Linked DNA regions of Sus scrofa: all the other regions are linked to region 3. A link is a contact called in public HiChIP or PLAC-seq data. All regions are on one chromosome and are shown on one strand. Each heading gives the region's core, a stretch centred on a gene start, on an enhancer-like site or on the middle of the called end of the contact. The rest is flanking DNA. Distances are from core to core; before and after follow the strand shown. Region 1 holds the start of TOMM6 (mitochondrial import receptor subunit TOM6 homolog). Region 2 holds the start of USP49 (ubiquitin carboxyl-terminal hydrolase 49). Region 3 holds the start of TAF8 (transcription initiation factor TFIID subunit 8).

The links. HiChIP or PLAC-seq counts read pairs in DNA pulled down with a chosen protein or histone mark.
Region 1: an H3K27ac HiChIP or PLAC-seq map of alveolar macrophages shows a contact between it and region 3. The contact joins the promoter of TOMM6 here to the promoter of TAF8 in region 3. A contact is called at or near these places in 3 of 5 promoter capture datasets (fetal liver, fetal skeletal muscle and liver), 29 of 47 Hi-C or Micro-C datasets (alveolar macrophages, blood, brain and 15 more) and 2 of 2 datasets of contacts at active chromatin or transcription factors (alveolar macrophages and skeletal muscle).
Region 2: a contact with region 3 is called in an H3K27ac HiChIP or PLAC-seq map of alveolar macrophages. The contact joins the promoter of USP49 here to the promoter of TAF8 in region 3. A contact is called at or near these places in 1 of 5 promoter capture datasets (fetal liver) and 2 of 2 datasets of contacts at active chromatin or transcription factors (alveolar macrophages and skeletal muscle).

The regions. Positions count from the first base shown.
Region 1 is chr7:36,975,153-36,977,852 of Sscrofa11.1, reverse strand. It overlaps TOMM6 (mitochondrial import receptor subunit TOM6 homolog), which reads right to left and starts at 1,375. Exons shown (of 1, transcript XM_013977927.1): 1 at 975-1,375. The coding sequence starts at 1,106. The coding sequence ends at 975. It overlaps PRICKLE4 (prickle-like protein 4), which reads right to left. Exons shown (of 8, transcript XM_021098686.1): 5 at 2,505-2,700; 6 at 979-2,044; 7 at 129-233. The coding sequence ends at 1,671.
Region 2 is chr7:37,052,766-37,055,465 of Sscrofa11.1, reverse strand. It overlaps USP49 (ubiquitin carboxyl-terminal hydrolase 49), which reads left to right and starts at 1,439. Exons shown (of 8, transcript XM_021098683.1): 1 at 1,439-1,523.
Region 3 is chr7:37,181,143-37,183,842 of Sscrofa11.1, reverse strand. TAF8 (transcription initiation factor TFIID subunit 8) reads right to left here and starts at 1,404. Exons shown (of 9, transcript XR_002345722.1): 1 at 1,240-1,404; 2 at 301-457. It also overlaps a transcript of CCND3 not described here.

The DNA.
Region 1 (2,700 bases), core at 126-2,625, 210 kb after region 3:
AGAGTTGGTTTTACATCCAGTCTCTCTCCTATTAACCATTAAACTGTTGTGTGAATGGCTGATATAAATTATATCTTCTCCCAGCCTACAGGATGCCTAAAACAAGTGGAACAGTGGTTAGTGCTTACCTTTATGGCTAAACCCCTGGCTGAGGTGCCATCAGGTCAATGTCACTCAAATTCCTGGCCAGCCAAACGCCTGCAGCAAAGAGCCCCAAATTGAGGATCAAGTTCCTGGAAAGAGAATGCATTCCATGGAATTCCCGTCGTAGCTCAGAGGAAACGAATCTGACTCGTAACCGTGAAGACACAGGTTCAATCTCTGGCCTCGCTCAGTGGGTTAAGGATCCGGCTTTGCCGTGAGCTGTAGTGTCGGCGGCAGACGCAGCTCGGATCCTGCACCGCTGTGGCTGTGGTGTAGGCCAGCGGCTACAGCTCCATTTCGACCCCTAGCCTGGAAACCTCCATATGCCGCAGATGCGGCACTTAAAAAAGAAAAAAAAAAAATGCATCCCATTAACCCTGTGGTCCCTGAGTCAAGTGTCTTCGGTTAATGAAAGACACTGAGGGAAAAGGCTTCCCATCATCACCCTAGAAAAACCTCCCCGAGGCAAAAACATTGCTTAAAATCGCAGAAGCGTTGATCATTCCGTAATAGGTTGCCCAAGACCCACGTGGTTATTTAGGGCGCGTTTCCATATCTAATAACAGCAGAGTCAAGTGCAAAGCAGCCTTTCAGGGTCGAAAAGCCTGTTTTACGTGTTGGTGTCTCCTCTCCCTGGGTCCCTGTGGTCAGGGTGAGAGTCTCTAGACAGAGCCCGCGACTGAAAAGAGCGCTCTGGCCGGGCGGAACTCTCCCAGTCAAAGGCCTCGGCAAAGCACACCCAGAGCCACGAAGAGATCAAGATGTTGGCAGTGTAAAAAATCGGGAGGGTCTAGCCTCGGCGAAGAAGGGACCCAGCTCCCGCGCCTCGGTTACCTCCGGAAGTCATTCCTATCGGTAGCAAAGCGGTAGACGCCCCGAAGCCAATCTCCCACGTTGTCTGGAATTTCGGGAGCTTCATTTGACGAGCCCGCAGGGTTCACGCCAACCCCAGTGGAAGTCATGGCAGCACCTCCGAACTCTGCGAGGCCTCTCTCTACCCACCGTGCCGGCGCCGGCGGATCACGCAATTTCCGGTCTTGCACTTCCGCCGGCTACCAGCAGGCAGAGGGCGCCGCTGCTGCAGCTCGACCCGACTCCGGGAGGGAGGGAGAACTCCAAGCTCTGCGGGAAGCGAAGCGCCGCCCAGCTCCAACCTCCCCTGGTCGGGTTCCACCTCCAGCTCCCTCTTGGCTTTCGCCCACCCGTCATCATCACTAGTGGTCTCTTGAGTGATCACTTCATTGGCTCAGGAGGAGGATGAGGGGGATGGGGCTGCCCAGCCTGTTGGGGTCGGATAGGGGCTCTCTTAGAGGGGATGCGTAGCTTTGGGGAATGGGGTTCCACAAGAGTCTCCACGAAAAGTGTGCGGGCTGAAAGGAAGCACTCCGAATTTATCATCTCGCCGCCTCTCCCAGCCACGGCCCTGATAACGTTCAGTCTAGGATTTTTATATTGGGGGGGGGAACCTCGCTCTCTTGCCCTACAGTTCACCCTCCCACCAGCCCCTCATTCTCCGGGTTGCGCTACTAGCAAATGGTGCAATGCTTCCTGGAGGTGTCGCTGTCCCCAGCTTGGAGACTTCTGGGGGTCTCCCAGGGCCGGGGAAGCCGCTGGCCTAAGAAAAATCCTTCGGGTTCCGATTCAGAGGAAGAGGAGCAGGTGGGGCAGGGAGCGTCCTCCTTGGGATCAAGAGGAGTCTCCAGGAGGCTCTGCTCTTGCCCTTTGGGTGCCTCCGCTTTGTTCCCAGCTTGACACTCCTGCTCCGGACTGGATCCAAGCATCTCCGTCTGGGTTTCCACACTAGAGTTGTCGCCAGTGGCGAGAAGGGCTGCCCGGGAGATGGACGCAGACTTCCGCAGGTAGCTGTCGGGGTCTTCACCTCTGCCGAGCTCCGCCTCTCCTGTGCCAGGCCGGGTCAGAAACACCCGCCTCAGAGCCTCTAGTCTTCTCTGCAGGATCCGGGCGGCCAGTCCCCGTCGGGGCCCAGCCTCCCGCCCCGCCCCTGGGCCGTGCGCGCCGCCGCCGCAAGTCCTCTCCCGGCTCCCGCCCCACCCCGCCTCCGCCCACCAGAGGGCAGCCGCGGCCCCAGCTCCGGAGCGAGTCCCGAGCCGCAGCCCCAACCGCGGCGCGGGGAGGGTTCGGGAGGCCCTTGGAGCGCTCCGGCCAGGGAGGCGCGGTGAGAGCTGCGGGCCCCGAGGCTCGGGTCTGGGGTGCGGTGGGGACGACGGGGGCGCTACTGGAGGGACGGGACGGCGTGGGACCGGGGTGAGGGTCCCAGCCCGGGAGAACGCCCCCCCTCAGCCCAGCCCAAGCCGCTGCCCCCTTCCCCTTTGATCTATCTGCTCCTTCTCCTCCCTTACCCAGGGACGCCCTGCCTTCCTGGGTTCCAGCCGGCCTCGAGCCGGCATCTGAATAGCGACTCTCAAAGCAGCTGGGGCAGCAGGGGTCACCCCCCGGCAGGGCATAAAGTCCCCCGCCCAAGGGCCCGGCGCAGTCCTGGCAGCAGAAGTGGTTCTCGTGCCAGCGCCGTCCTTCGGCCTCGGTGCAACGCCGGGA
Region 2 (2,700 bases), core at 190-2,689, 130 kb after region 3:
CATGTCCTCTCCTTCCATCAAACGTTTTTAAAATGTCTAAGTGAGGGGAGTTCCCGTCGTGGCGCAGTGGTTAACGAATCCGACTAGGAACCATGAGGTTGCGGGTTTGGTCCCTGCCCTTGCTCAGTGGGTTAACGATCCGGCGTTGCCGTGAGCTGTGGTGTAGGTTGCAGACACGGCTCGGATCCAGCGTTGCTGTGGCTCTGGCGTAGGCCAGTGGCTACAGCTCCAATTCGACCCCTAGCCTGGGAACCTCCATATGCCGCGGGAGCGGCCCAAAGAAATAGCAAAAAGACAAAAAAAAAATAATAATAAATAAAATAAAAAAAAAAAATAAAATGTCTAAGTGAATTAGTTTTGGAAATGATTTCACAGGTTTGGCTCCAGGCATTGCAGTTTCATGCTTACACGTGCACCTGCTCTCTCCCCTTTTTTATTTTATTTGTTGTTCTTTGGCTTTTGTTGCTTCTCTATTTCATTTTTACAAGTATGTAGCCTTGACCCGGTGTAGCTGGCAATGCATATATTTCTCTTCCTTGACCTTGTATTTTAATGTATTAGCTGTTCAGCCTTGCTGTTGCGTGATGTAACAGTGTTGGTCTTATTTGTAGGAAATGTCACACACACACACACCCCTACCCCACCCCGCAAGTTAAGTCTGGACAATGCACCCCAGAGGCTGCTCGGGAAGGAAGCCTTTTCTGAGGCAGAGACTTGCAGAAATAGTCACTGTTCTGTTTCCCTGGGGTCTCTATCCCCACGGTCTGCTGAACTTAACTCAGTTTAAAGCGGCAAACCTTTTCCTTGGAGGTATTTCCGTAAAACAGCTGAATCCCCCCCTGGGTCATCAGTGGCGAAAGTCAGACACGTGCTCACCCGCCTGGGAGCCAATAGTAACTTTTACAAACGCTGCCTCAGGAAACCCACAGTTCGGAGGCTGCTTCTTTCGGACATAGTGAAAAATAAAGACTTAACAGAACAAAACAAAAACAGACGGGATAGCGAGGAAATCTTTCCCCCTCGGCAGTGGGCAGAGATGTTAAAGGAGCTCCAAAAGGAGTGCGGGGGAACTATCGTAAAATTCCTTTACGGTTCTGCGGGCAGAAGGGCCGGGGAGAAAGGGGGTGGAGATGGCTCTGGCGAGTCTCTGGCCCTTTAAGGAGGAGGGAATAGCCGTAAGACTCTGTACCTTTAAGAGTCTCTTTGTCTGGAAACCTCCTTATTTACCCTCCTGTGCTTCAACCAAACTTCGACCCGCGATTCACAACGCTTCTCTACGCCGCCGCCCCTTACGCCGGGCTCAAATCGGCGGCGCGTCGGTGGCTAACCCTAAACTCGGCCGCCCCGGCGCGAACCCTCGGAGAGGATGTCTGTGCCGAGTCGGGGCCCAGCGCTGCGCCGTTGGCGCAATGCGGGGCCCGGGGGGCGGGGCTCCAGCGGGCGGGCCAATGGGCGGGCAGGGGGCGGGGCCATGTTCGGTTGTCTCGCGCCCTGGTGACAGCTCGCGCGTGCTGATGATGGCGGTAAATAGAGGGGGGGGTCGGGGGAGGGGGCGGAGGAGGGGGGCGGCTGCGAAGCGGGTAGCTCCAGGGGGTGGGGGGGCCGGGGGCCGGGGAGGACGCGACGGCCGGGGAGCCCATTCTGAGACTCAGAGGCGGGGACAGGAGTCTCCAGCACACGGGCCCTCCCCTTTAAAGAAGCAAAATCCTCACACACCGGGTGAGGGGCGACAAAGGCGGCGCGCGCCTCGCGGGCGGGAGGAGCGGCGGCAGGGGGCGGGACCGCGGCGCCGGCGGGCTGGGGGCGCCCGGGGCGGGGTCCGGCGGGGGGCCAGAGCCGGCAGTCCCGGCGCGCCAGCCCTTTATTTTGGCGGGGTGGGCGACCACTGGGTTTGGGGTAAAAGCCTTGAGGGGAGAAGGGAAGGAAGGTTTGAGGGCGGTTGGGGGGAACGGGTCTGAGCTTGAGATGAGGAGGATTAAGGGGAGAAAAGGTTAGAAGGCAGGGAGAGGAGGAGTGAGAAAAAGCCAGCTAGGGAGGTAGGAAGCAGGCAAAACCCAGGGTGGGTGATAAGGAAGCCGGGCAGGGAATAGGTTAGGAAGACCAGCCTGGGAAGAGGGATCCACGGGTTCGGTGTGAGAGCACGGGTTTGGAGGGGTAAGCTTGGTAGGGGCTCGTAGTGGGGTGAGGGATACTGGGGTAAGAGTTGGAAGTGGAAGGCAAGGAGGGGCAGAGCTGGGGTAGTAGTTGAGAGTAGAGGAGGGAGAGTGATTAAGAGCCAGACGTGACAAGGGTGTGAACTAGTGCAGAGCGAGATGAGCTGAAGGACTGGGACCGGCGGTGGGTGGGAACTGCAAGGTTCTGAGAAAGGTATGGGTTAGTGGGTGGGCGGTGGGTGGAAATTGTTGAAAGTGAGCGAGGGCGAATGAGACACTGGACTAGTACCAGGTGGAGTTAAGAATAAGTGCGGTAGAAGTGGAAGGGTGAAAGGAAATAGAGCTGAGAGATGGGGCGTTCGTAGGACAATTCGGGGACCGGAAAAGCTGAAAGGAGAGAGTGAGGGTGTGAGACGAGATGGCGATCTGGGACAAGGTAACTGGGGAATTGTGTTAATTGACGAGGTTCCGAAAAATCCAAGGTGCAGACAGTGAGGTGTAGAGACGAGGCTAAAAGCAGACGGTGAGGAGATGGAGATGGACCCCA
Region 3 (2,700 bases), core at 155-2,654:
TCCCAGGCTAGGGGTCTAATCAGAGCTGTAGCCACCGGCCTACACCAGAGCCACAGCAACACGGGATCCAAGCCGCGTCTGCGACCTACACCACAGCTCACAGCAACGCCGGATCCTTAACCCACTGAGCAAGGCCAGGGATCGAACCCGAAACGTCATGGTTCCTAGTCAGATTCGTTAACCACTGCGTCACAAGGGGAACTCCACTAGGTTCTTCTTTTTCTTAAATCCTAATACTCTCTCAAGACAGAGCACAGATGTTTGGTTGACTCAGAAGGCCCCTTGTTTCCTGGTACTTACAGCTCTGCAGCATCTCTGTCAGTGTTTCCACAGATGCTTTCTCAGCGCTCTCAAACCCTGCCTCTGTTAACAGGGAGCTCACAACCACTTGCAGAGTTCGCCTCCGGGCCAGATGGTAGTTATCAGCAGGGTTAGTGGACTGTTTACTTCCTGATCTCTGTAAATCAGCAGCCCAGAAAGAGAATACTTTCATCCTCAGGACGAGGATGCAGTCATGTAGTTCACATATTGTCAATGGCAAACAAAGGTTCTTTTGCTAAATCTTTATGTATCAGTGTGGTAGCTCCTGATGTTTAGACTTACAGCTCTTCGCCAAATAACTGAGCACCCAAGTGGCTCTAAATTCGAAAACAGCCTTTCTGCCTAGGTAAAACTTATCAATTACAATAGTACAAAATGGCCGTTTCCTACTTTCTATTTTGGATTATCTGAATATATAGCTGAAGAAACATGCAGGATAGAATTGAATTCATTGGTCCATCTCCTAGAAAAAAAGTAATCTCTCTTTTGTCCCTCCCATCTCCACACCATTAACGAGGAAAATTAAAACAACAAACAACACATGCTGCTGAGTAGAGGAGGGCAAATGATAAGAACATCGACAAATTAAAAAGCTAAATATTTTGAAACAGGAATCCCTCCCAACTTTGGCGGGCCAATAAGAAGGCGAAAAGAGCCCCACTGGACCAATCAGGAGGTGTTCCGGGTTCCCAACCCCCAACAGAGAATGAGCCAATCAGTACACAGGTCCACCAACTCCCGAGGCCGCCGCCAAGTCTCGAGGAGGAGGAGGGGGGCATATACGGCCTGAAAGACCTTCCTCCACTCAGAGCATGTGGTGGGGCCCTATTTCTGGGTGTGAACATGTTGCCAAGGCTAGGGGGACATTACAGAATCCCCAGGCTCTCTGGGCTTCCGCCCCGCGCCTCCCGCCCTTACCGTTCCGGAGGCCCCGGCCCCGGCAGTGGCCGCCGCGTCGGCCATCTTGCTCTGGCGTAATGTGCGCGAGCGCACGGCAGGATGGGACTTGTAGTCACCCGGCGGGGAGGAACCGCGAGGGGGCGGGGCCGCGCGCCCCGTTGGGCTTTGTGGGGCCCAGCCGGGTCGGGGGTGAGTCTGGTTATCCCGGTTCACGTGACCTGTGAACGGTGGGTTCAGCGAGCCCCGGAAGTGGCTAGGAAAATGAGCCCTCGGTTTCACACCTATTTAAAAACGAAATCGTTTTTCATAAAAAGCACATCCCTGGAACGCTCCAAACTTGCCTGATTGTTAGCCACACCTGGCTAGGTCCGGCGGATCCCCGTGACTTTACTCTCTGGAGGAGGGGTCTTGGGCATCTGTATTCTTAAGTTCTCCAAGTGAGTCTCCTGAGCCTGGATATTTGGGGAAGCTTTGTTTTGTGCTGACGGACCCAGAGCCAGCCAATGGCCCACTTGGAACGAGAGCCAGCAGTCACGTAATCCAGGTGTGCCACTGCATCCGGCTGCCTTCTCGCCCTCAATTAACCCTCAGGTATTTTTGGGGCGAGCCGGGAGGCGTCGGCGGTAGGAGGCTGTCCGGTGCCTGCCTCACTCCCAGGCCGTGGAGTCTACGTAGTGCCTGTGGTTTTCTGCGGTTCACTCGCGGGTCAGCCCCTCTGGATGGGGGTCCTTCATGCACCGCGCCTCGTCTGTCTCCGTTTGCGGGTGCCCGGCAGCTCGCAGAGGCTGGGTTTGAATCTCAGCACTCGCCAGCTGTGGGACTTCGGGCAAATTACCTAACCTCACTTTGCCTCAGTTTCCTCTTTCGTGAAATTAGGGTGGGATGGGTAGCCGCGGGGGAGGGAATAAGCTAATATACACAGAGTTTATCACTGTGCAGACTGAGAGTAAGAGGTCAAGAAGCAGCGCCTAATGTTATTTATTTCTTGCGTGGCGAGTGGATGAGCAGAAAACGCTCACATGCAGAAGTCGGGGAAACCTGCGCCACGCCTGCCCCGCCGCGCGCACCTGAGCGTGGGGGGCGCCCGGTCCCCTCACCTGGGGCACAGGGGGCAGGTCTGACGGTCGGGGTCGCTGCGCGGGGTGAGCCACCCGGAGAAATCGGGCCCCAAACCTGAGTTGAGCAGAGCACCCAGCCCCTTTGTCTCCTCCGCCCCCCCTTCCCCACTTCCTGCCCAGCTTTAAACTCGGGATTGGCGGCGCGGCGCCGACTTTGTAAACACGCCGCGCCTGCGGCGGTGGAGACTGGTTCTGTTTGGGCGTCTGGGGGAGGGGTGCACGCCCCTCCCCGCGGCTGGAGGTGGCGACCCCCCACCTCGCCAAAGACAGAAACCAGAGGCGGCGGCGGGAGAGTGTCTGCGGCCACGGCCAGTGCTCCGGGGGGCTCACCTGCCGAGGAGGTAGGCTTGAAGGCTGGAGA